2 separate regions of the Sus scrofa genome follow, and region 1 is linked to region 2. Evidence: chromatin contacts called from public Hi-C data. All regions are on one chromosome and are shown on one strand. The core of a region is the stretch at or near the end of the contact, and the rest is flanking DNA. Distances in the headings are between cores, read along the strand shown.

Region 1 (5,926 bases), core at 2,605-5,104, 530 kb after region 2:
GGCTATAAAACACTATAACAACTTTGTTTTTTAGGTTTATTACTATTTAAAGAAATGGAATGTGGTAACATTGTTGTCTCTTTTTCATCTCCTGGATCAAGCACAACAGCAAAAACACCAATATGAAGTTCTATTCAAAATGCTTTTCCTGAGAAACTAAACCATGCTCATCACTGCACCTGATGTGCACGGAACAAAATAAGAGGTATCCACCCCACACTCGTTAGGATGGCTACTGTCAGCACCATCCAGAAAGTGGCAAGTGTTGCTGAGGACATAGAAGAACTGGAACACTTGTGCACAGCTGGTGAGAATATAAAACATCGCAGCTACTACAGACAACATCATAGCATTGCCTCAAAAAAAACAAACACAGGATTACCATACCATGCAGCAATTTTCTAGGCAGTATACATCCAAAAGAATTAAAAGCAGGATCTCAAAGAGATATCTGTACACCCATGTTCATAGCATTATTCCCAACAGCCAAATGGTGGAAGCACCTAGAGAAGTCAAATTCATAATGGTATTTGCCAGGGGCTTCAGAGAGTGGGGGAATGAGGAGTTAATGTTTGATGGGTGGAGAGTTTCTGTTTTGCAATATGAAAAACTTCTGGAGGTGGATGGTGCTAGAAGTTGCCCAATGTCAATGTATTTAATACTGCTAAACTATATACTTGAAAGAATTAAGATGGTAAATTTTGAGTTCTGCATTATTTCATCACAATTAAAAAAAATACACTGAAAGGTCATTTATCATAAACTTAGAAAATCTAAGAGAGAAAAATAGAGATGTGTATGTACTACCTGTTCAAAACTTGTATTGGATTATCCCTATAAGTCTATAGCTCTTATTCACCGTATTCTTTTTTTTTTTTTTTTCTTATGGCCACACCCACACCTGCAGCACATGGAAGTTCCCAGGGTAGGAGTGGAATGGGAGCTGCAGCTGCTGGCCTACATCACAGCCACAGCAACATCAGATCCGAGCCGTATCTGCGACCTACACCACAGCTCACAGCAACGCAGGATCTTCAACCCACTGAGGGAGCCCAGGGATCAAACCCGCATCCTCAGGGAGACAACATAAGGTTCTTAAGTCACAACAGGAAATACATTCTGATTTCTTGAGGAGTGAAGATAGTGAGATTTCCTCGAAGTACCCAAAACTGTGCATAGTCCACAGCCAATCTTATCTAAGGCTATAACTATTCCAAGGAATTTTTAATTAATAGCTGGGATGTCTACTGGGATGATTATAATGCTTACAATAGCTCTAGAGTTACTAGGAATTTAGGGTTGACAGATAAAACACAGGTCACCTTGTTAAACTTAAATCTCAGTTAAGAATGAATATATTTTTAATATAAATAATGTCCCATGGAGTTCCCATTGTGGCGCAGCGAAAATGAATCCGACTAGGAACCATGAGGTTTCAGGTTTGATCCCTGGCCTCACTCAGTGGGTTAAGGATGCGGCATTGCTGTGACCTGTGGTGTAGGTCAGAGACGTGGCTCGGATCTGGCATTGCTGTGGCTCTGGTGTAGTACAGCTGCAACAGCTCCGATTAGACCCCTAGCCTGGGAACCTCCATATGCCACAGGTGCGATCCTAAAAGGACAAAAGACAAAAAAAAAAAAAAAAAGTGTCCCAAATATTCCACAGGACATACTTAAACTAAAAACAAAAGCAAGGATTGGGGCTCAGCACATTAAAGATCCTACATTGTGACTGCTATGTCTTGGCTTGTTGCTGCGGTGCAGGTTTGATCCCTGGCCCAGAAACTTTCACCTGCTGTGGGTGTGGCCAAAAAACAAAAAACACAACCACAAAAAAATATCCAAGTCATAGTTTATCTGATTTCGAATTTAACTAGGTATTCTGTATTCTTACTTGTTAAAGCTGGCAAACGTACCCCAATTTCTTCCCAATTTTATTACTGGATAAAAATTTTCATATGGAAAAATCAGAAGAAGGTAAACCACATAGGTTGCACAGGAAGCGATACATATGCTCTGAGTTACACTCAGCCAATCAAAGGCAGCAGAGCGATGATGCAACAACACGTCTCATACTAAGACATGGAAATGTACAAGCACTCTGTTATTTTAACCAAGAAGCAAGTTTATTTATGCATTTTTTTTTTTTTTTTTGGCCGTGCAGTGACAATGCTGGATTCTTAACCAGCTGTACCAACAAGGGAATTTACCGATATATTTTTAAATGCATGTTCTTCACTTATGCTATTAGCTAGGGTTTGGATTTCTAGGTGTTAAATCAAAATTCACTTTTTAAATTGTTTATCTTTTTTTCTAATTAAAGCATAGTTAAGGGGTTCCTGTTGTGGCTCATCAGGTTAAGAACCCGATATTGTCTCTCTGAGGATATGGGTTCAACCCCTGGCCTCGCTCAGTGGGTTAAGGATCCAGCACTGCCGCAAGCTGTGGCATAGGTCGCAAGTGTGGTGGTGTTGTGGCTGTGGTGTAGGCCTCAGCTCCAGCTCCAATCTGCCCCATAGCCCAGGAATGTCCATATGCCACAGGTACGGCCATAAAAAGAAAAAATAGGAATTCCCACAATGGCTCAGCAAAAACAAACCCAACTAGTATCCATAAGGATGTGGATTGCTCAGTGAGTTAAGGATCCACGTTACCCTGAGCTGTGGTGTAGGTCACAGACGCAGCTCAGATCCTGCATTGCTGTGGCTGTAGTGTAGGCCAGCAGCTGCAGTTCTGATTCAACCCTTAGCCTGGGAACTTCCATATGCCACGGGTGTGGCTCTAAAAAGACAAAAAAGAAAAAAGGAAAAATAAAAGTGATAAGGTATAGGTGATTCAGCGTTCATTTTTAAAATATTTTAACTTTCTATTTGCCAATTTATATTTTCTTGGACAAGTTATTGAGATCTTTAATGATCTAATTTCCATACCTATATACTTTGAAAATGCTATTAGGTAATCTATCCCTTCCTGACCTCCCCTCCAAGGGCAGGAGGAAGGGAGGAGGGGGAGAGGGGAGGACTAGAAAGAGGAGGGGAGAAGGGGGGAGGGAAGGAAGGGGAGGGAGAGAAAAACCTACATTTTCCTATGTTATGCAGTGGGAGTGGGGTACAGATCCAGCCACATGCATGGAAATAGGGCAGGCGTGTGGTTACCATCCATCACAGCTGAGGAGAGGGAGAAGAACCACCCCACTCCAGGGATGAGCCAGATGTTAGAGACAGAAAGGAGTTCCCCTTTCCTCCCAAGAGGATGTAGAGAGGTCCCCTCCTCACAGTCAAACAAGAATGTTCTCAACTACAAATACAAGCAAAAAAATATGTTTAAGGTGTTGGTGAATTAAATACAACATTAACATGTTCAAAGCAATTTTTGTTGGACAGGACAACTCTTACCACCTTTTGAGCACTGAAAAAAGAAACCAGAGAAGTGAAATGATACAAATGTCATAAGTATTAAAAGTCTCAATCTCTAAAGACACATCAAGGTCTAAGATGTAGGATGCAGGGTCATCTTCTGGAAGTGTCTTTATATATTTATACTTTACAACCCCGTCATTTTTCTGTTCTCCTCATAACCTGACTTGTTTCCTCCTCAAGCTGTCTCCACTTCTACCACTGCAACTCACAGTCTCACCGTGACTCCTCTTTCCCTTTATTCCTTCCCACTGAGCACAGGGCCAGGCCCTCTCCAGCACTTCAGAGGGGAGGTTCAGAGCCTGTTCGTGTGCATTGCCATGCAACATCGTTGACTCTACCCCCAGCAGTTGATATTCATTTCCCCTATTCTGGAATGGCCCTGAGTCTCTTTCCCCTTTTGGTTAAGACAGCATTTTTCCATCATTAGCTTACAACAGACCTGGAGAGTATGTTAAACCGCAGGAACCACCCAGGACACACACACACTCTGGATAGAGCTGCTCTGGATTAGCAAGAAAAAAACTGCTTATCCAGTAAATTCCCAGGTGGCTTTGATGCTGTTGGTTTGGGGGTCACACTCTGAAGACCACTACATGTATAAAATCCCACTCTTTGGCTTATTCCAAACAACCCTATTTTACTTTCTAAGAAGAAGAAGAAGGAAGCTGCAGGAACCTAAGGCCTCACTCTTCTCCACAGCAGGAAATAACCAGAGGAGCCAGAAATAACTCATCAGATTGGGGGGAGGGGGGGCAGGGGGAGGGTTGGAATTTAAAGTCTGGCCTGCCTTCTCTCCCAAGTACTCCTGATGAGAAATTGAGACTCTGGGGAGAGAAGGTGCCCCTGAAATGTTAAGAACTACTTCAGAAATAACTATTCCTAGGTCTGGGGACCACTGTAGTGTGGCATTGATTATAGTACTTAAGGGACCCAGCCATCTACAGAGGCCGACCAACTCACAGATATAAATAAGCACCAGCTTTACAACAGCAACATCTGATGGGTCATTTTCACATCACTGGCATCAGGGGGTGGGCCCTTCTTGCTGCCAGGTGCCAGGAACTTCTTAATCACAGGGATATTATTCATTCCTGCTGGACAGGAGAAGGGTGGAAAGGACACCGTAGAATGTCTCTTTCAATGCAAAAAAAAACCAGTTTCAAGCAGGTGCACATCAGCCAGGCTCAGCTCATTACCATCAGGAAAATTCTGAGTTTGTTTTTTTTTTTTTTTTAGGGCTGCACTTATAGCATACAGTTTCTCATGCTAGGTGTCGAATCCCAGCTGCAGCCACTGGCCTACACCACAGTCACAGTAACTCGGAATTTGAGCTGTGTCTGCAACCTACACCACAGCTCGTGGCAACGCCAGATCCTTAAACCCACTGAGCAAGACCAGGGATCGAACCCACATCCTCATGGATACTAGTCAGATTTGTTTCCACTGAGCCACAATGGGAACTCCCTAAGATTCTTTAAAAAAAAATGTTGCCGGGGGAGGGAGTAAGATGGAAGGGGAGTTTGGGGTTGGTAGATGCAAAACATTTTATTTAGAATGGATAACCAATGGGGTTCTGCTGTATAGCAGAGGGAACTATATCCAATCTCTTATGAGAGAACATAATGGAAGATAATATGAGAAAAAGAATGTATATGTATGACTGGATCACTTTGCTGTACAGCAGAAATTGGCAGAACACTGTAAAACAACTCTTAATAAAAGAAAAATTATAAACAAGACAACAAACAAACAAACCAAAAAACCCTCTTCAGACAAAAGAGATGGCTGGAGCTCTGAGAGCCGGCAATTTTTGGCTTGTGACCTCTTGGTTCTGAGAAGCAGTCTAAATGATCAGACTTGGTATATCACCACATTCACATCAAACAGGTGTTTCTTCTTTCAGGCCCTGATTGAATGGATGCCACTTATGAGCTACAAGCAGAGAAGGGCACTTTTCTGAACCAGCTTCCTCATAACCACGTCCCCCCGACAACTGTGGGCAAGGAAGGTGAGTGTTCAATAACTTGAGTTGTTGGTTTGTTCACAAAGCTATCCTTCAGCTGCTTTCTGGCAGGCAGCAGCTTAAACCCATTTGATGGGCTCCATCCTGCCTCTCCCGATTCCCTGCTGAGGGTTTTCATTTTCCTGTGGTGACGAACTCTTAGTTTTTCGGAGACTTATACTCTCTCTATATACACTGCTCGGGTGCTGCTGGGTCCCCACTCACACTTGAACCCATTTCCATCTGGCTTTCACCCTCTCTACTCTATAGAAACCTTATCAAGGGCACCAATGACCTCCAAGTTTCCAAATGTGATGGATCCTCCTTTGGCATAATCTAACTTAGCCTCTGAGCAGCCTTGGATAACTGACGCCCTCCATCAGAAAGCCCCGTCTTCCCAAGTTTCACGACACCTCATCCTAGGTTTTCCTTGGCCACGCCTTCTCATCTCCTATCAATAGCTCCTTCCACACTCAGTTGCTTTATGTCAACGACACTCCCCTCTC
Region 2 (5,774 bases), core at 2,283-4,782:
CAAGCTCTCAGGGAGCACAGAGCTGGCAGTGGAACCTTCTTGTCACAGGAGGCATCTCTGCACCTGTATTGAGACACCACTCAGAAATCTCCTTTTATTTCAGAGCCCATTCTGGTCTTTAAAAAAGGGTTGCTGTGCATGAAGAATAAAGTTATTATTTTACATTGAGAATAACTGGGTGGGAGTTCCCATTGTGGTACAGCAGAAATGAATCTGACTAGGAACCATGAGATTGTGGGTTTGACCTCTGGCCTCGCTCAGTGGATTAAGGTTCTGGCGTTGCCATGAGCTGTGGTATAGGTTGCAGACACGGCTTGGCTCCTGCACTGCTGTGTGCTGTTGTGTAGGCTGGCAGGTCTGGCTCCAATTGTACCCCTAGCCTGGGAACCTCCATATGCTGTGGATAGGGCCCTAAAAAGCAAAAAAAAAAAAAAAAAACCAAAAAAACCCCCCAAAAAAACAAACAAAAAAAAACACCACCACCACCACCACCAACAAAAAACCAGAAAAGGAATAACTGGGTGCCTACTATGAAGCCAGAAGACTCCTAAAAGAGGGAATCAGTATTAGTAATTCCATCATTTAGTATTTCAATGTTATAAGTGTTAGAAGTCACAGCAAATATTTCATTTTCAGGTAAGAAATTGAGGCAAAGCAATCAACAAAGATTAGACTAGAGCTTAGTGTTTATATTTGCTTTAAATCCTATAGTCTTTATGGATACAGTCAACAAATCTTTACTGAATGATCTGTTGTGGGATCTACTGGGTTGTGGGTATATTAAGACCAATAAGACCTGGGCCTGCCTTGATAGAGCCTGTGATTTCTTCTGGGAGAGCAGGGGGAACGGCTGGGTCACAAGCAATCTGGCTGGACAGGAGCTTAAGGGAAATATGCACAGAATGAGGTGATGGTTCCTCAGAGAAGCTCCTGAACCAGGACAAGGGTTAGGGAGAATTCCTGGAGAAGGTGGCCCCAGATGTGGTCCCAAAAGTCATGCAGAACCAGGCCGGAAAGGTGGTGTAACACATGGAGGGTGCAGAGACATGGAGTGACCAAAAAGGGAGTCCAGTCTGGGGAAGTGCCAATGATTAGAGTCCATTGGGACCAGGGTGTTTGGGGGTAGGTGGGGGAGGGGTGAGTGTGGAGGGTGGAGGCCAGGCTCGGTTTGCTGTGGTACCAGCTCAGCCCTGATCCCGGTGGATCACTTTGCTGAGTTCCCTGTCAGTGTGCACAAAAGAAACCCACAGCTAGTCCTTTACTAACCTGGGCAACCCCGTGTTGCCTTAATTCTGGGCTTTTCCCCAGCGCAGTCCCCGCTTCACAAACACACGGAGGTTATGTTATATAGAGTTTCTTAACTGGCATGTGTGACCTTCTGAGCCAGTTGTGGGAGGCTGGACTGCACACCATAAAATGGTCAGTAGCGTCTCTGGCTTCCATCCACTAGATGCCAGTAGCACCATCCAGTTGTGCAACTAGAATATTTTCAGACATGGCCAAATGCCACTCCCAAATACAGCATTACAGGATTTGAGAAGCACTGCATTACAGGATTTCATAAAAATTATGCTTTTTCTCACATAAACTATCCCTTGATCATGGCATACAGGTCTAGGTTATACTTCTAGTCACAAGAAGATGTGTTTGTACTCTCTCGCCCCGACTTATCTGCCCTCCTTAGGACGGATGGCCCCTTAGGCAAAGGGTTCAGAAAGTAGTCTGACAACCACAGACAGCAAAACTAGTTTGTCAGTTTGTGGCTGGTGAGGCTATCTTCCCAGCACATGGGGAACCTCAGAAACCCTCCACTTCTCACCTCGGTTACGGCTTGGATGGATGCACCGTGTTTCAGTAGGAGTTCCATGACTTTAATTCGGTTTTTCTTGCAGGCGATATGAAGAGGGGTAAAGCCATTCTGCAAGAGAAAAAGATATGCGGGTTCCATTACATTCCACCAAGATCCTCTTCCACTGGACACGGTAAAATCGATTTGCTAAAGTAAGGTTCGGCCAAGAACTGGAAATGAGCAGAAACGACGAGGATTTAAACCAAATGTTGATTCTTGTTTGGAAGCAGAGATGGCCTACCTGCTCCCAGGAACCCAAGGTGCCCTGCTAATCACAAACAGGAGGCAAACGTTGGTGACAATCTCCTGGTAGCTAAAGCAAAAGGCCGTGCATTTTCTTAGACTATTTTATTCTGGAATTCACTCTGAAATAATTGGTCCTTCCTCTAGTTCCTTTCAAACACAGACTAAAAACAGCTGGGCCAAACTTTTGCTCTCACCGCCAAAACTTCACCAATGCCTATTCTGACTTCTCTGCTGCATTTTAGGACAACTATTCAATCAGAGCTTAAATACTGTGATTTCTTCCAAGTGTTACGATTAACTTCTTAAGATGGACACTTAAGGAGTTCCCATTGTGGTGCAGTGGAAACAAATCTATTATCCATGAGAATGTGGGTTCAATCCCTGGCCTCTTTACTCTATCCTCTTTTGGGTTGGGGATCTCGCTTTGCTGTGGCCGTGGTGTTGGCCGGCAGCTGCAGCTCCAATTCGACCCCTAGCCTGGGAACTTTCATGTGCCGATAGTGTGGCCCTAAAAAGAAAGAAGAGAAAAAAAAGATTGACAGTTAAGATTTTTTCTAGGCGTTCCCATCGTGGCTCAGTGGAAATGAATCTGACTAGCATCCATGAGGATGCAGGTTTGATCCCTGGCCCTGTTCAGTGGGTTAAGGATCCAGCATTGCCATGAGCTGTGTTGTAGGTCACAGACATGGCTCGGATCTCACGTTGCTGTGACTGTGGTGTAGGCCAGCAGCTACAGCTCTGATTCAGTCCTTAGCCTGGGAAGCTCCATATGCCATAGGTACAACCCTAAAAAGAAAAAAAAAAAGATTTTTTTTTTTCTAAGTGTGAAGTAGTTGCTTATGTCAAGGAAACAGAAAGTTAAATAACTCAACACTATTTGGATTATTGGGTTGAATATTTCACCCAATAAAAGAATCTGCTTTTAAACAAATTATCTACCAAATTGGATTGCCTGCTAACTGAGACCATGGAGCCTATTTGAGTTGCCACGGACAACTATAGAACAACAGGGTCCACTATGAAAGCTTAGGTCAAAGTTACTGCAGGTTCTTCTGTGGCTGTTTTAAGACCATTTGCCAGGCCATAGTCCATTCCAGATGACCAGCTACATACAACCTCCATGACCTCCTAAGGTTGTGAAATCTTCAGAGTCAGCGGGAAATGAAGTTGACAGCCCACACCCTGTTTTAAGGCTTTCTTTCTTGCATGGAAAAATGAGTCATGACTGTTCATTTCTTTTCCTCCTTTCAAGTCAGGATCCAATCTATGTCTGATATTCCAGGCTGATCAACAGCTCTTGAAATGCTACTCTGGGAAAAGCTTTTAGAATTTCAGTGGAAGCTTCCTAGGGTCTTCAGTGCTCCTCTCTGCCCTCCCTCTCCTTCCCACTCCAATTCTCAGAGCCCTCGGAGCCCCAAGGGCACTGGGGACCCATGCTGCTAGGGTGACCCCATCAGCTGCAGGGGAGCAGAGACCCTTCCTAAAAGGCTTGATCACATGACAGCCTATACTGCCAAATTGTTAGTAAACACACACACATTTTCCCTAGCACTTGGGGACATATTTTTTTCCATGTAAACCTATGTTTACGTGGGTGCTTATACTGAACTGAATCCAAAGAGCCCACTAAATTGCAGCCATTTATTTTTCTAAAGACAACAAACACCATCTCATTATGAAAATCAAACTATGTAGTACAGCTGAGGATTAAAACAGCAACTCATTGTAGGAATTAAGAATACAAACCATCGGATCTGATGTGGCTGTGGCATAGCCACAGCAGCTCAGATTTGACCCCTAGCTTGGAAACTTCTATATGCTGCATGCGTGGCTGTTAAAAAAAAAAAAAAAAAAAAAAAAAGACTACAAACCAGACCCAACTTTGTATTATAAGGAAAAAGAGAGGACAGGTACTATTTCATTAACTTACATGGTTAATGTACCATCAAATTTCAGCTCACAAATTCCTAGACCTCTCATGTTCAAGATAAAGATTTTTGGTTATTTTGCCTCATATTTTTAGATCTCAGAAAAAACTTTTAATTCACAGAGTGATAGATTTACCTACCAGAAGATAAGGTGACTGCCTCCATAGTTTTACACTTGAACAGTCTTTGGGCTTCATTTACATAAGAAAATCAGGAGCGTGACATTATGGTTAATGATTTAGCCTCACCAGCCACGCTATTTCCCTAAAGGCTATTTGAAGGTTGACCAGAAGGACACTTTACTGAACTAGATTTTCTGCGTTCACCTCCTGAAAAGGAATCCCTTCCCATGCAACAGTAGGTAGCCTGTGGTCAGCAAGATGACATAGGCTGGACTTGTTAGTTGAGCCACTCACCAGGGCTTTGGCATTGGGGTTAGCTTTTTTGTCCAAGAGAACCTTGGCGACTTTGTAATGGCCACAGTGGGCAGCCACGTGCAGGGCGGTCAGATAGTCATTGGTGACGTCATCCACAGGCACGTTATGCTGGAGGAGAAGCTGGACGCAGTTTAAATGATCCCCTTGTGTAGCCATGTGCAGTGGAGACAATCCATTCTAGAAATCAGAAGAAAAACAGAGTTTATTGTTTTACCTTCCAAACACGGATGTGCCATACAACATGGTACAAATACGAATGTAAGAAAACCCTAGATTTTCAACATGAAAATACCTTTTTTTTCTTTCCCTTTTCTGGCCATGCCCACAGAATGTGGAAGTTCCCAGGTCAGGGATCCAACCTGTGCCACAGCAGTAGCAATGCCTAGTCCTCAACCCACCAAGCTATTAGGGGACTCCATCTTTTGAAAAGGTTTTGTGACAAGTGTTTCCATCTATGGCTACTTTTCAAACTCGTCTTCCCACTTCTTCTATCAATGGAAAACAAAATTTCAAAGACAACTTCTTTCTTTGATTTAAAAAGACCGCGAAGTCCACTAAGGTCCATTATTTACTATATTCCCAATAAACTGGAATTCTTAATATTTAAGACTGAAAGGATAAAATAAAGGCGGCAACAGATGGGTGTTCACTAGACTGGTTTTTATCTTGTCCGTGTTACCACCACTTGGAATTGAATACTCTATTGATCACTTTTAAAAAAGTTCTGAATATAACACATTTCATCATCTATCACCATAGAAAGGAAAACTTTTCCCTTTTCTATCAATCTAGTGCCCCCATGTGTCTATGATGAGGAAAGGCAAGGCTTTGATGAACTCAACTAAGGCTGGCCTCAGTTAAAGTCAACTGGGCTCAGTGACAGGTCATCAAATGCAGTAAGAATAAGTAAAACAATCATTTTGAGAGCATGAGTGGGGCCAAAGGTTAAAAAAAAACCTTTAAAAAGGCTAGAGTAACATTTAGCATTCAACACACGTTTCCTAAGGAAGGCAAAAACAAGGTAGAAGATGTCAGTCCCTTCAGGTACCCTTTCAATGTGGAGGCAACATGGAGAAATCTGGGGAGTTCCTAGAGAATCCAATTATCAAGAGAGGCTCTATTAATTACTGTAAACTAGTTTAACCTATGCTTGAGGTGGGGGGAGTGAAAATTCAGTTTCCGAAAGAACTGTCATCAGTGGACTATCAAAATAGTGATTTATTAAATACACACTAATGGGAGTTCCCATAGTGGCTCAGCAGGTTAAGAACCTGACAGAGTATCTGTAAGGATGCAGGTTCGTTCCCTGGCCTT

What was found. A called contact is a pair of places that touch in the nucleus more often than the background predicts.
Region 1: a Hi-C map of embryonic fibroblasts shows a contact between it and region 2, with 2.0 times the contacts expected there. The contact joins two enhancer-like sites. A contact is called at or near these places in 2 of 47 Hi-C or Micro-C datasets (embryonic fibroblasts and fetal skeletal muscle).

The regions. Positions count from the first base shown.
Region 1 is chr14:64,120,902-64,126,827 of Sscrofa11.1, forward strand. The region is part of intron 5 of LOC110256822; the gene reads right to left. Among named protein-coding and RNA genes, the nearest start is that of CDK1, 110 kb to the right of the region's middle. Within about 2 kb of position 3,855, at least 2 of the 83 cell types and tissues checked have an H3K27ac peak or open chromatin away from gene starts, as enhancers often do. A contact at or near this core is called in embryonic fibroblasts, where this site is marked.
Region 2 is chr14:63,590,204-63,595,977 of Sscrofa11.1, forward strand. ANK3 (ankyrin-3) reads right to left here. Exons shown (of 47, transcript XM_005671012.3): 10 at 4,440-4,637; 11 at 1,820-1,918. Among named protein-coding and RNA genes, the nearest start is that of ANK3, 220 kb to the right of the region's middle. Within about 2 kb of position 3,533, at least 15 of the 83 cell types and tissues checked have an H3K27ac peak or open chromatin away from gene starts, as enhancers often do. A contact at or near this core is called in embryonic fibroblasts, where this site is marked.